Linked DNA regions of Gossypium arboreum: region 2 is linked to region 1. A link is a contact called in public Hi-C data. All regions are on one chromosome and are shown on one strand. The core of a region is the stretch at or near the end of the contact, and the rest is flanking DNA. Distances in the headings are between cores, read along the strand shown.

Evidence for each region. Hi-C and Micro-C count contacts between places; a contact is called where the count stands out from the background.
Region 2: a Hi-C map of leaf shows a contact between it and region 1, with 4 times the contacts expected there. The contact joins the enhancer-like site here to the promoter of LOC108457837 in region 1. A contact is called at or near these places in 4 of 5 Hi-C or Micro-C datasets (all in leaf).

The regions. Positions count from the first base shown.
Region 1 is chr8:33,933,417-33,937,915 of ASM2569848v2, reverse strand. It overlaps LOC108457837, which reads left to right and starts at 2,273. Exons shown (of 6, transcript XR_008269445.1): 1 at 2,273-2,551; 2 at 3,045-3,747.
Region 2 is chr8:34,006,382-34,011,519 of ASM2569848v2, reverse strand. LOC108460195 reads left to right here. Exons shown (of 27, transcript XM_017759592.2): 23 at 1-81; 24 at 408-636; 25 at 940-1,296; 26 at 1,468-1,541; 27 at 1,659-2,222. The coding sequence ends at 1,764. Among protein-coding and RNA genes, the nearest start is that of LOC108460195, 22 kb to the left of the region's middle. Within about 2 kb of position 2,284, at least 1 of the 2 cell types and tissues checked has an H3K27ac peak or open chromatin away from gene starts, as enhancers often do. A contact at or near this core is called in leaf, where this site is marked.

The DNA.
Region 1 (4,499 bases), core at 1,024-3,523:
AGAAACAATTTATATGGTACAACTAGAAAATTTTGAGTCAAAAGACTCAAAGGATATGGTTTGCAAATTGACAAAATCCATCTATAGACTCAAACAAGATTCCCGTCAATGATACCATAAGTTTCATCAAATTATTGTTTCATTTGGTTTTGAGATGAATATTGTTGATGATTGTGTGTATCATAAATTTAATGGGAGTAAGTACATATTTCTGGTTCTATATGTTGATGACATTTTGCTTGCCGCTAATGATATAGGCTTATTGCACGAAACCAATAGTTTTTTATCTAAGCATTTTGAGATGAAAGATCTTGGGACGCCTCTTTTATTTTAGGAATTTAGATACATCGAGATCGATCTCGAGGTATTCTTGGATTATCACAAAAGAGCTATATCGATAAAGTACTCAAAAGGTTTAGCATGCAGAGTTGTAAACCAGGTGACACCCCTGTCACAAAAGGAGACAAATTTAGTCTTACTCAATGCCCTAAAAGTAACCTTGAAATTCAGAAAATGCAAAAGATTCCCTATGCATTAGCTATTGGGAGTTTAATGTATGCTCAAGTTTGTACGCGTTTGGACATTGCGTATATTGTTGGGATGTTAGGCAGATATTTAAGCAACCTTGATATAGACCATTGGATAGCAGCCAAAAGGGTTATGAGGTATTTTCAGAGAACAAAAGATTACATGCTTACTTATAAAAGATCAGATCTTTTGGAGGCCATAGGGTATTCTAATTCTGATTTCACTGGATGCCAAGATAGTAGGAAATCTACGTCATGCTATATTTACCTGTTAGCTGGAGGAGCTATATCTTGGAAAAGTGTCAAACAGACACTTGTAGCTTCGTCCACTATGGCAGCAGAGTTTGTAGCATGCTATGAGGTATCAAACCATGGAACATGGTTGCGGAACTTTGTCACAGGGCTGCGCATTTTGGAGAATGTAGAAAGACCACTCAAATTATTTTGTGACAATAAGTCAGCAGTGTTGTATTCCAATAACAATAGGAGTTCATCTAAGTCAAAGCATATTGACATAAAGTTCCTAGTTGTAAAAGAAAGAGTGCAAAATGGTCAAATATCCATAAAGCACATTGGGACAAATTCCATGATAGTGGATCTGCTCACAAAAGGTTTGCCACCCAAGGTCTTTCATGAGCACAGTGCTCACATGATTGTTACATTGTTTAAGGATATCATGGTTTAGTGGGAGTTTATATTTTATTTGTTTTCAGACATTTATGTATTTGGTTATTTTCTGATAAGAAATGAAGTATTCAGTTTATTCACTTTGTTTATTGTTTTGAAACTGACCTCACTTAAGTTTAAAGAGGACCAGTTGGAAATAGACATGTTTAGATTATATTGCATGTAATTTCCATGCTACACATCCATACTTGATCTATGTCATTTGGTTGTGTTAATATACGAGATCATGGATGGATTTAGTTACGATATATGTAACGAAAGTCGCCTTGGTTCTATGTTAACATAATTAATGGGCGAGATTGTTCGAAATACCTTTTAGATATGATAGTAAAATTTTGATCTCATAAGGTTATATAATGACATGTAATTATAGAGTAATTAGTATATATATGTAGTCCAAGTGGGAGATTGTTGGAAAAATATGGACATCACATATATAATAAGGGTGATTACATGTTATTATTTACTATCATGATAGGTTAGTCCAAATTAAATGTGATCTAATTTGGTTAGAATTTTATTGGGCTTTAATTATTAAATAAAGTATGGGTCAAATATGTGTAAATACTCTAGTAATTGAGTTCTAATGAAATTCTAATTAATGATGGGCTAATTAGAATTTGATTAGAACTAATATGCCAATGTTATAAATATTAGGGTTATTGTCCCAAATTATACACAAGATGTCTTTTCTAATATCCCATCATTAGGGAAGAGAGAGTAGATATTATCTGAATTTCTTGTGTGCTAATTTAAAAAATCAAATTCCTAAAATTCGGTAAAACTTCAAGGAATTTATGAATTCAGGTACACTTCCGATTTAGTTTTATTCTTAATTTATTAATTTGACATGATAGATCTTGATTTATTGAATTTTATTTTAGATTTATTTTACAAATCTAATAGTATAATAATATGAGAAAAAAATGGTACCAATTTAAGTACTCTCCCAACATATTAGTATTAAGGCATAAATTTAATGATTCAACCGGCAACTGCCAGTTACCAACCCCGTAGGCCATAGTAGCTGACACGTTCATCCGTCTTCGCTAATCGGCGAACACGACAAAACCAACAACTGTTACCTTTGGTTTTTCGTTTTTGATTGTCTTTTTAGCGGTATGTACTATTTATTTTTAGAAAGCTTTGGTTTTTAAATTAATTTTCCTCCTCCTTTTTTGTTTTTATTTCATTCCAAAATATAAAAGACCACTTCCTTTTAAAAGGAATTAGTCAATCGTACGACAGAAAAAAGAGAGATAAGCTTAGACGAAATCGACCAAGGATTTTTATTAGTTTTATGGTTCTTGCAGACATCGAATTAAGCTCTTTTTAAGGTACATTCCTTTTTTTCTCCTTCCGATTTTCTTATTTTCATGTGTCTCTGCTTTTTTTTTTTTAGATGAAGTGTTTTTTTTCCCCTTTGTCGGCAGCGTATTTTCCCCTTGTTTTCTGGGTTTTTGTTTTAAAGGGTATGGGATTCTGGGTTTTATTCCGATTTCAATTTTTAATTTATTTTATAGTTTCATTTAGACGTAGAGACTGGGAGCTGGTTGTAATCTCTCATCTGATTGTCGAAAAATAGGATTAGTTTTTTTTTTTTTCAAATTTCAAGCTTTACTGATTTTTCTGGGGGAGTTAAAAGATGATCATTTGTTTCAAGTTCCTTTATGTTTTAGTTTGTTCCTTTGGGTCTTTGATGATGAAAATTGAGCTATTCATGGTTCATAAATTTGCTATCTTTTTGTCCTTGGAGTAAGCATTTGAATTGACCATTGTTTTCATGTACTTTCCTACTACTAATATGAAATATTTCAATGGCAAATGCAGGATTGGTTGGTATTTTTTGGTGAGACCTAGAGCTGTTTGATATTTCTTTGAAGTCAAGGATTAGTTCATGTAGACCATGACTGAATTTTAGCTTGGCAGTAGTGGAGTTAAGTATCTTAAGGATTTGGGGTTTATTTTTGAATGGATCCCTTGTTTACAAGAGAAAGAGATATTGAAGTAGATCTTGAAAGTGGTGGGATTAACAGTGAGGATGAAAGAACAAAAGATCGTGTTCCATCGAATTTACAAACAAAGAGAACTCTCAGTGGAGTTTGGAGCGATCTTTTGAGTTTTGATAAGATAGGAAAGGGTGAATCCGGCATAAACTCGTGCAGTAGTTCTTCCAGTTTTGGTGGCGGAGTTGAGGGTGAGAATATGGAATGCTTGGTAGACAAGAATTCGGAAGGAGAAGAGAATCATGAACTCATGGCGGTAGCAGAGAAGAACTTAGCAGAAGTGAAGTGCAAGAAGAAAAGCACTAGGAAGCCTCCCAAACCTCCACGGCCACCGAAAGGTCCGCTGTTGGATGCTGCTGACCAGAAGATGGTGAGGGAGATTGCTGAACTTGCCATGAGGAAACGTGCAAGGATGAAACGGATTAAAACATTGAGGAGGATGAAAGAAGCAAAGGCATCATCATCTAACAGTGGCCTTTATGCTATGGTTATCACGGTTCTCTTTTGCTTCGTCTTACTCTTTCAAGGTATTTGACATCTTTCAAGCTCCAAGGAAGGACCCTAAATAAGAATTTTTCTCGTCCTTAGATAAAATCTTTGACTATTATAAATTTCATGGACTGCACGGTATGAATTCTACGAATAAAAAAATCCCCTCAGTTTGTTGTGTTTCAAATTTGAGTAACATACAGTTTCCCGGTTTGCACAAATAACTTTGTCGGAGAGTCGTCATTTCTGATTTACCAGAAAGATTTAGCTTGGTTAGTTTGTGTTATTACATAGATTAGGCACTTAACTTCGTTGATGAGCTATTTCTGTTTTGACCATGTCTAGTATAATGACATTGTAATTCTTGGTTGTTGCAATTATAGTTGTGCCTTGATATCGAGCATTTTTCCTCTAATCCCAAAGTATTGTAAAATCATCTGTAAAATATAGCACATTACATTTTCTTTTTTATCTGGAATAAGCCTTCACTTGGAAAAGGAAAACAAAATCGAAAACTGCTGCTTCAATTCTCTGTATATTGTTGAGCAGTGAATGGAGTGTTGACAAGAAGAAATTGTTAATGAGTTGACATTGCTCATGGTTGTCACCTCCTAGTTATTGTAAGAAATCTTTACCAGCTTAATGAAAGATCATAGTCAACTTTTCGTATCAAGAATTCTTTGGTCAATTTGGTTGGTCACCAATTCCTTTAGCCTGTTATCATTATGCTTGAAAGTTTTCTCCCTAGACAAAGTACGGTATCATATATAATGCTTTTAAAGTTCTTGTT
Region 2 (5,138 bases), core at 1,035-3,534, 74 kb before region 1:
CTCACCTTCAGCACAGGCAATAGAACTTGGCTCTGGAGAATCTAGAGAAGTTGTTTTCCATGCTACACGTGTTGCTTACAGGTTTTTCTTTTGCTTTAACTCCCCAGTTGCCTTTTTGGCATTGTAAACATTTAAGCGCATGCTTCAATGGTATTATTGAAGATAAGTTTTTTATATATTTTTCCTGGCTCTTATTTACATTAAATTGTCTTAAATTTAAGTTTTTTAATTTAGGTGATATGTTCAGCATTTTTTCCAACTCTCCTTTATAGTTGAGTTACAATCCAAACTTCTAAGATTCTCTGCTACATCACTGCAAAACATAGTATATATTTCTTGAAAATGTCTAGCTTATGTCAGACCCGAAGTACTGTGCATGGGTTTAAGGCAGTTTAATTTCTCTGCAGTGCAATGGGCACGGTAACTTTGTTGTCTGGCCAACCAAAAGAAGGTGTCTCAATTGAGGCCCGCTCAGAGTCAAAAGGCTACTATGAGGAGACAGTAACTGATTCATCTGGGGGTTATCGTCTGCGAGGACTGGTTCCTGACGCATTGTATTCAATCAAAGTTGTGAAGAAGGATGGCTTGGGTAGTGCTAAAATTGAGCGAGCATCTCCTGAATCTGTTCCTGTAAAGGTTGGTTCTATTTGCTGGAGCTTTTTCCCCCTTTTTTGGGTTTTTGTCTTAATTCTTAAATGTGTTTAAGCTCTTTTAAGACCTTAAATGTTATTTTGTATGAAGCTTTTGTTGTATCAATGTTTGAATTTGACATCATCACAATTGTAGTTGGAACTGAAGTTATATAATTCATGATCAACTGGGTGAAGCTTCTTCAAAATCGAAATCTCATTTTTTTCAGAAAATCATTTCCATCGACAATACTAGGGCTACTAAGTTTTAAACTTCTGATGTGTATGTGATTGATTAATCACTTTCCAGGTTGGGAATAACGATATCAAGGGACTGGAATTTTTGGTCTTTGAAGAACCAGAGATGACTATCTTAAGTGGCCATGTTGAAGTGAATAGGACTGGGGAATTACATTCTCATTTATTGGTAGAAATCAAGTCAGCTGGTGACACGTCTAAAGTAGAGTCTGTCTTCCAACTGCCATTATCCAACTTCTTCCAGGTAAAGCACTTGCCAAGGGGAAAACATACCGTTCAGCTCAAATCCAATCTCCCTTCTAGCACTCACAAATTCGAGTCGGAGGTTATTGAGGTTGACCTAGAGAAGAATGCTCAAGTTCATGTCGGTCCCCTGAAATATAGTGTGGAGGAGTATCATCACAAACAGGTTTGTTTAATTTTGTTAAAATCATGCATGTGTTCCCTTTTTTCCAAATGATTATGCAACTATGTATAACAAAAGAGTGGTCCTACTAAAACTACAATGATGTTTGATTATATATGTACTTACTGTTTACCATCGAACTTTCCTTTTTTTGCTTGTCTTGCTTACCAATAGGAATTAACTCCAGCACCGGTATTCCCTCTTATTGTTGGAGTTTCAGTGATCATTCTCTTTCTCAGCATTCCAAGGTAACTTGAATATCCTTTGACCCCCCCTTCTTTCCCTCATATGCCTTAAAAGATTTTATATTTATGTGGATAATTTCTGATAATGTTCTCCTGTGTTTTATACTTTTTCTTAAAAAGACTAAAGGACATTTACCAAGCCGCCACGGGAATACCAACACCTGGTTTTATGACAACTGCAAAAAAAGAACCACGGAAGCCAGTTGTGAGAAAGAAGACTTTTTGAAGAACCCTTTTCCACCAAAGGGATGCGACTCTGGGGCTCAGAAAGAGTGTTAAAAGTTTATATTTCGTTCATTCCCCGCAACCCCCCCCCCCCAAAAAAAAAAAAAAAACCTGAGAGTTTTGGTAGATGATAAAACTAATTTGGATGATAGCAGTAACATCTTGGAGAACGTCACTTTGATGAGTTCATTCATAGGCTTTATTAGCTTTGTAGGATTGAACCTGACTGTATCATTGTAGAAGCAAATGAACATAGATGTCAATGAACTAAGTAGCCCAACTCAGCAGTCTTTTGGGTTGAAATATTTTTGAGCTTGGCTCATTTGGGTTCGAGGGTTGATTTCTTTCGAGTTGGGTCATTATAGATTTATCTTATTTCAAAGTCATCTGTTTGGATTAGGGTTTTGATCAATTTTGGTACCATAGTTAATGATGAAATCAAATTGGGTTGAGTTTAAATTTTGGTGGAACAGGTTTAGGGAAGGAAGGGAAAGTAGAAATGCCACAGGCATCCGTACCAGCAAAATTATATAATATGATATGGAAGTTAATTCAGTTATATTTTAAGCAGCTACCAGCTGTAAGAGGAAATATCTTTTGATTTTAGTTTCAGGCTTGGGAATGAAATGGAACTCATGAGACATGAAATTGTAAGACAGTATAGAAACTGAAGTTTCCGGATAATTAATGATGCGTACATACTTGTATTGTTAGCAAGGAAATAACTTGTTGCCAGGCATAATTAAAATGAAAGCAAATATATTATCAAGAACTAATGATGATGTATTAACTAGCTCTACTACAATTAAATTTTCCTTGAAAACCTCATTCAGTCTTCACCCTGAAATCAGATCATATCGAGAACTGAGTAGTATTGAAAAAAAAAAAAAGAAAACAAATTGAATAAGAAATCAATTTAAGTTGACTGTTGAATTGTTTTTTTTTTAAATATTCTAATATTTAATTTAATTGAAATCAGATTGACAAACAACTTATGATTGATACTTGTGTTTTTTTCTTTGGTAAGGGTAGAAAGTAAGAGAACTGAGTGATGGGGAGGAGACAATAAAAGAGGTAAAAGCATTGTATAGGTTTTTGTATTAGAGGTTTTTGTATTAGAAGTCAGATTGTATTTTGTCTTTTTGATAAAAAAATTGACAAATTAATTTATGTATGTTGGATCAAGTTTTAAACTAGTTTACTGTTAAAAACTATTTTTTGTACATTAAAATGAGAGACATATGACATGTCAAGTGTAATTATTTAGTATTTTGTCAACTACTTTAGTTTTTATTAGTAAAATAAATGATATTTTTAACAAAAAAACTTATTTTTAATTTAATGTATTAGGATTAATTTTTAATTTTTAAGTAAAGAAATAAAATATAATTTAATTTTTTCAAAAGAGATCTTTATAATACTTTTACCCGATAAAAAACAACGGATGGAAATATGTTATCCCTAAGATTTGGGGTCCAAAGACAAGATTTCATCAAACAACCATTTAATTTTGGAGATTTGTCTCCTCACTTTTGAAACCCCATTTCTCTCTATTTGTCCCTAAATACAATATTTTATATTACATAATTAATATTTATATCACGTTTAAGTTGAACATGTCAAAACCCTAATGTTTTTTTTGCATTGACTTGCCCCATGCCCATGTGCACCACTTCTAATGGGGTCGAGAAACGAGATTGTTTATTCACAAAAATATTTAAAAAAGCAAAACTAAAAAGTTTAGCTCTATCTTACCACCCATATCCAACAGTGGAAGGGATGAGAGCAGTTTCGGGTCAAGCTGCTCCTTTTTATTATTTATTCATCATCTAAATATTTAATTTATAAAATTCATGATTAATATATTAAAAATAATAATCCAAATCATATCACTAAATGTTATAAGAATAAATAGATTCGACCACTTTAACAAATTTTAGAAAATAGATCAATAATGATTAAAATTTAAAATATTTTTGTTAAAATAATCTATGAGTGTCAATCTTCTAGAAAAGTTTACTCTCAATGAAAGAAAGCAAGAGAGAAAAGAGGCGGGAGGAATTCTTGTTTATTTTTATTAATTAATGCTTTTGGTTCCGGTCTTGATAAAAAGAATAAGTTATTAAGATATATTGACTTTCTTTTCTTTCTTTTGTTAATTTTAAAACTAATTAATTATTCACATAACATTTATAGCATAATCAATGTGTATGACACGTTAATTTTACATTTATTTTAGATGATTTGATGAATTTTTGTAAAATTGGTAGGCCAAATAAGTTATTTTGCCAAATGAAAATTATAATGATATCAAGTTTTCTTAAAGTTTAAATTATCTTATTATACATAAGTTGTAAATTCAATCTTTGTATTTTAACTGTTCAATTTTAGTCGATGTACTATTTGAGTTGATGAATTTTAATTTTTATATTTTTTAATTTTAAAATTTCAGTTCGATCCAAAAGGTAGCAATTAAATTTATTTGGTTAAATTCTACTATTAGTCTTATATTATGAGTAAGTTATAAACTTAATTCATATTCTTCAATTTGATTATTCTTAGTTCCTATACTTTTTGAATTTTGAAATTTTAGTCTTAAAGCAAGCAATAATTGTTAAATTCATAAAATGATATTTTTATGAGTAATATGTAAAAATAATAAATTTATATAGCATTACACGTGTAATAATACATTTACTAAATAAAATTTAAAAATTTAACTGATATTATTTAATCAGATTTAAATTTCAAAATTAAAAAATATAAAAACTAAAAATAATTAAAGTAAAGTAAAAAACAAAATTCATAATTTACGCAGGATTAATAACAAAATTAAACCATTCTTAAATATATAATTGGATAAGGGGAACAGCCAAACCCTCCCAAGTGCTAATAATTCAATTCAATCCTTCAAACACATTTCCTATATGAAAAACAAAAAAACATATTTTGTCACTAAAAAACAATATAATCAATTATAATACACCATTTTTAGCTTTGGCCATAAAATTTTAAAACTTACTTAGGTATTATCACAATTTTTTATTTCGCACCCTTTATGTTATAAAAAAGGGCATTGTGTAAATATATTATTAATATTCAAAGATTTGACCAAACAATATTATAGGCATAAAAAAGGGCTGAGTCTGAATACGTAGCGAAGACTGTAGTCAAAATTTAGGCCTCCGCTCTAAATACTAGGCAGCTGCCGATTTCACACTACACAAACAACGATATAATCACAGCTTTTAATAATATATTTTAAATTAAAATAATATATATATATATATATATATATATCTCTTCTTTTAACTACCAAGCGTAGCCACGAAGGAACGTGGACTAAAACAATTTCAAGTTAGTATAATATTTAAT